2 separate regions of the Sus scrofa genome follow, and region 1 is linked to region 2. A link is a contact called in public HiChIP or PLAC-seq data. All regions are on one chromosome and are shown on one strand. The core of a region is the stretch at or near the end of the contact, and the rest is flanking DNA. Distances in the headings are between cores, read along the strand shown. Region 1 overlaps EHF (ETS homologous factor). Region 2 has its middle 43 kb from the start of APIP.

Region 1 (2,804 bases), core at 87-2,586, 160 kb after region 2:
GAGCCAGGATACAAACAGGAACAAGTTGAACCCAGAGGTTTTACTCATAACCACCATTCTGTGCCATTTCCAAAAAAGGGGCCACAGAGCAGATTTCATAGTCATCTTCCCCACCAAGAATCAGGTTCAGTTCTGCAATGCTCTAGTTAGTGGGGGAAAGTCATTCCAATGTGATGATTGTGTGTTTCTCAACATGCAAGGACGCATTCACCCAGTTGATCACCCAGCCTGTCACAACTCAGAGCGGCCAGAAATTGGAAAGCCATGATGGGGTGGAGGAGAGACATGTAATGAGATCTGATTAGGAAACCTCCTTCTTCTGGTTCAGTGCACCACCTTCACCCCCAGCCCCCCACCCTGACATTGTCAGCAGGAGAGCCTGCACCTGAGTCGGATTTCTCCGAAACCTGGAAGAAGACGTTCACAGGAAATGCGAGGAGACGGCGCTCTCCCTCCCTGGAGGTTTCAGGGTGAGGTTGCGACATCCCATCAGGATGTGACAATATTGCGACAGGTTGGCATTCACCCCGGTTTCCAAGTGATACATCACCCTGACAGGGCCACGTTGTTCTGCAGACAAAGAGTGGCATTTACCCAGCAGGCCACAAGCAAAGCTCATTTTCAAATGGCATCCAGGAGGGATGCGGGGCCCTTTCTTGCAGAGCCAGGGTTGAATTCAGAAAAACCCAACTGTCTCTCAGCTTCTTGGCCTCCGTCATTGTTTAGGAAGGGCGAGCTCCTATAGAGTCAGTTATTTGGGGGGTAAGGTATCTTTATGAATAAAATGGAAACCTCGGAGCCTCTCCTCAGAAAAAGGCAAACAGGTGTGCCCTCGTGAAGTTCTGTAAGCAACTTCAGGAGCTTTGGGCACGCTTAAGTGTTCATGAACTCCAGATTAAGAACCCCAGACCAGCTACGCCACGAGGCTATGTTCCCTTTGAGATGTCAGCCATTTACCCCAGCTAGACTTCCAACCAACTTAGGAAACTCCCCCACTAAAAAAATTTCCCCCAATAAAAATATGGAAGAATATGCAGCCAAAGGCAAAAGAAAACTCGATTTTTTTTTTTTTTCAGCCTCTTCTGCCAGTCCCTAGTGCGTGGGGAGCAAGCTGTGGAATGGCTGACCTGCCTCGGCACTCAAATGCTTTGATCTGAAACTTCCCCTTCCTACGACGGCCTCTCCCCCTGGGTCTTCCCCTCACCCCCAATAAAAGTCAAAACCTTTGAAGTTAGCCATGTGGTTAAGTGAGTCATTCTTATAAAATAATGGCTTGCTCTGGGGAAGCTGTCCAGCTTGGCTTTCTCTTGCTCTGCTCCCAGGCACCTCAGGCCAAGGTCCAGCCTAGGCAGGGGCAGCACCAAGGCACACTTTTATGATGAGTTCCAGAGCATGACTTCAGCTAAGCTGCTTCGCCAGAAACAAAGATTAGAAACATTTGCATATGATTCAGCTGTGAGCCATTTCTTTACGGGATATACAAATTTCAGTGTTATAATGGACCAGGCCACCCTCGCTCTAGGCTCGGCAAGCTGATGAATAAACACATCAAGCCTGAGTTGGCATGATGGGCTTGAGGACTATCGGGCGGATCGGGAACACTGGTGGTGGATGTTTTATGAAATGAGCAGACGACAGAAAGCAAAACACAGCCCGCTTCTCCACCTGTGTTTATCAGCCAGGGCATCAGTTTACATGTGGCCTCACCTCAGTGCGGCTTGTAAGTTGCATTAAAACATATCAAGATATTGAACTGCACTCTGTGCCATGGGAGCTGGAAATCTAAAGGCTCAGACCAATGATGATGAAGGTCTTTTGGGGGGGCGGGGGAGGGGGTTCTGGTCCCAGCCAGTACAGACTAAGCTATTCTGAAAGGAATTGATCCTTGCCAGGCTGTAATTACCTATCCCATCTGGAGGGCTGTTATTGCAAAGAATTTACCAACCTAGGCGCTGAATTGATTTTTTTAAGTGATAATCCTGATAGGAGTCCTGGATGGCTTATTTTGTTTTCCAGCCTGTGTTATAATCGGGGGATAGGAATCCAGAGCAGGGGGATGAAGAATCGAGGGAGGTGAAGGAGAGCGGACTAGGAAAACCCTCTTAGGAAAGACCCTTCAGGAGTCCAATAGGCTGAGTCCAGAGGCGGTGAGTTCCCTGTTATTGCAAATATGAAAGCAGACATTGGCCCCTATTGCTTCTGAGACTCTAGAAAGCAAATGGGGACACAGAGGAGAGCAGGGTGGCCTGGCTGTGAGGGCAGCAGAGCTATGATTATGGTTTTTTTGTCTCCCAGGTGCCTCAAGACCTAACCACCCCGAGGCTCAGGAAGTGGATGGTTTGACTTTACTCTCCGTTGGAATTTTCTGCCCCAAAGCCAAAGACCCAGGTCGAGGCGACGCCTTAGGAAGCGTGAAAGGAAGTTAGAGGGTGACCAGGGTGGTTTCCTCAGTCTTGAAAACCTTGGTCTTGACGGAGTGGCAGTGATTGCCACAGACCTTTTAGCCCACTTGGCTCATTTCCCCCAGAATGGCAAGTCCACGGCAGAACCTTTCCAGTGTTTGATCTATTTCCTAATTTCAACAAGTGCCATGTGAATGCTGTGGATGAGGGTGGGGGAGTCAAGAAATGAACTGGCCTCCATTCTTAACCTCAATTCCAAAAGCATTTACCCTGGCTCCCAGCTCTGTCGCATTCGAAGGGGCTTGACCTAAAGAACCTCAAACCAAAAGCCGTCATTATTTCAGTTCTCAAAAACACACTCAACAAAAGCAAAAACAAAAATGAAAAAAAAAGGGGGAGGGG
Region 2 (2,702 bases), core at 160-2,659:
TTTTGAGACCTCCCTCTCACCCCAAATTTATTTCAGAGCATCTTCTATTGTGCTCCATTTGGTCCTAATTAACTCGGGGGGGACTGGATTTTCCATTTCTGGAAACCCTGCCCTTGTTTTCTGGAGTGTTTCTACCAACACATGTCTACCTAGCTGGATTTACCACAGTGTCTGCCTTTGACCTGCTGTGGGTACCAGCCACTGAGGGGGGTGCCAGAACATTTGCCCCAATAGTCAAAAAGCATGATGACCAAATATTTACGGTGATGTCTGGCTGATGGGTTTTAAATTCCCCTTAAGATTGAGATCTATTTGTTTTCTTTTCTGGCTGCCCCGTGTCATACGGACTTCCTGGGCCAGGGATCAGATCGGAGTCACAGTTGCAAACTACACTGCAGCTGCAGCAATGCAAGATCCTTGAACCCACTGTGCTGGGGATAAAGCCTGCATGCTGGTGCTGCAGAGATGCCGCCGATCCTGTTGTGCCAGCTGGAACTCCCCGAGATCCAATCTTAAAGTTAATCTACATACTAGCCTTGTGGCCATACTAAGAAACTTCAAGAGGAGTCCTTTCCAGGGCTGCCTTCTGAGTATACTGGTACCTGGCATGGGTCCTTGGCTGACCTGGGACAGGTAAGCCTCTCAAAGTAAAAGATGGAATCCTCTTATAGATTTTCACTGTTGGATTTAAATTTAAATAAAACATTCTAACATTAGGTTGCTCAATGATGAAGAAAGGAATAAAAACAGATATGTTTTTATTTTTGTTTATTCATTCATTCAACGTGTATTGGTTGAGCGCCTGCTATGTGCCCAGCACTGTGCTCAGTGCTGGAGGTGTATTACGAGCAAAACCAGCCAGGTTTCTACCCTCAAGGAGGGGGAAGAAATTAGCCAAATCACAGGCAAACGGAAGAGTGTAAGTGTTATAAAAGAGAGCTATAGGGTGCTATGGGAACGTCTGATAAAGAAGCCTGACCTGGTTTTGGTTGGTCATGATGGTGGACTAAGGGAATATCTTCAAGTTCAATTGCTAAGAACGCAGGGGCCATTAATAGCTCATCATATTCGGTAGCCTTGGGAAAGTCTTAGCTATGGTGACCCTCCTCCATTCTTGGTGAGTTGTTCCAGGTTTCCTTCTGGATGGATGGAAGGAAAGACTAGAAAGTATCCGTGAAGGTTTAGGGGATGCATTTGGACAAAGAAGTCGTTCAATAACAGAATACAATTTCTCGATGTACTAAATTCAAGGCAGACTAGGCTAGTTGCTCCTTCCTGAATGAAAATCTATCAAATAGAATCTTAATAAGTTGACTGAATTCAGTCTTTGTGAACCATAAGAACAGCCAGTTCATATGGTTTGAGTTAACTTTGCAGACACTTCAGATAAGGAACCTTGAAGTGCAGTGATGATGAACACACTGATCTGAAACCACACAACGAGGAACCATGCCCACACAGTATTTTTGGAGGACAAAGGTCAGGAAAACTCTGTGGAAACAAAAAGATGTAAAAGAAAGACCCCTAGGCTGAGTGTCAGGGGACTCGGCTTTAACCCCAGCAAGGCCACTACATTTCCTTTGTGACTTTGTATAAGTTGCTTTCTGTCTCTGAAGCACCTCATCTGTGAAGTTGTGGGGTTTTACCTGTGATATTTCAAAGTCCATTCCTTCAAGACTCTCCTTGCTCCTTGGTCCTATAAGAGTAAGACTTAGAGTAACAAATGGCTGAAATCTCCAGCTCAGAAGACAACTGTCTCCCAGTTTCAACTCCTCTCCGCATGGACAGGTACAGACAAATATTTGCACACATCAGCCCGTATCTATCTGTCCACTGCATGTGCTAGGTTCCATGTGCACCAACAGAGGAAGAGATTCACGTTTCTTGGACACATGACTTGTGTGAGCTAAGAGCTCAGATCTGGATCTCAGCTAGCCAGCATTAACCATTGACTACCTGTGTGACCTGGGCAACTCATTTCAACTCTCTGAGACCCTATTTGCCCATCTGTGAAAGGACGATGACAATTGTCACATCTCAGCGTTGTCATGTGCCTGGTATACAATAGGTGGCAGTAGATAACTTTGTGGTTATGTGCTAAAATGCTCGACTCTGACTCCTGGGTTTGAATCCTGTGTCCACCACATACCAACTTTGTGCTCTTGGTCAGGTTACTTAACTTTCCCTGCATTTCACTTCCCAGTCTGTAAAAGGGACATGATAATTATAGTGGTGGGCATCAAATGCAATAATCCATGTACACACAAAGAATAGTACATGACTCTTAGCTGAACCTCAATAAAAGATAGCTATTATTATTATTAATAAAGAGTAGCTAATACTTTTTATATGAGTGCATATTACATATCAAAAATGCAAACATTCAGCAGGAAACCATTAGGGAGGGCATTATAGCCAAAGAATCAGAAAATAATTAAGGAGTTCCTGTTGTGGCTCAGCAGAAACAAATGTTACTAACATCCATGAGGATGCAGGTTTGATCCCTGGCCTTGATCAGTGGGTTAAGGATCTGGCATTGTCATGAGCTGTGGTGTAGGTCCCAGATGCGGCTCGGATCTGGCGTTGCTGTGGCTGTGGTGTAGGCTGGCGGCTACAGCTCTGATTAGACCCCTAGCCTGGGAACCTCTATATGCCACAGGTGCGGCCCTAAAAAGATAAAAATAAATAAATAAATAAGAAAA

What was found. HiChIP or PLAC-seq counts read pairs in DNA pulled down with a chosen protein or histone mark.
Region 1: an H3K27ac HiChIP or PLAC-seq map of alveolar macrophages shows a contact between it and region 2. The contact joins two enhancer-like sites. A contact is called at or near these places in 1 of 5 promoter capture datasets (liver), 1 of 47 Hi-C or Micro-C datasets (embryonic fibroblasts) and 1 of 2 datasets of contacts at active chromatin or transcription factors (alveolar macrophages).

The regions. Positions count from the first base shown.
Region 1 is chr2:26,295,730-26,298,533 of Sscrofa11.1, forward strand. The region is part of intron 7 of EHF (ETS homologous factor); the gene reads right to left. Among named protein-coding and RNA genes, the nearest start is that of EHF, 43 kb to the right of the region's middle. Within about 2 kb of position 1,337, at least 26 of the 83 cell types and tissues checked have an H3K27ac peak or open chromatin away from gene starts, as enhancers often do. A contact at or near this core is called in alveolar macrophages, where this site is marked.
Region 2 is chr2:26,137,077-26,139,778 of Sscrofa11.1, forward strand. No RefSeq gene overlaps it. Among named protein-coding and RNA genes, the nearest start is that of APIP, 43 kb to the left of the region's middle. Within about 2 kb of position 1,410, at least 1 of the 83 cell types and tissues checked has an H3K27ac peak or open chromatin away from gene starts, as enhancers often do. A contact at or near this core is called in alveolar macrophages, where this site is marked.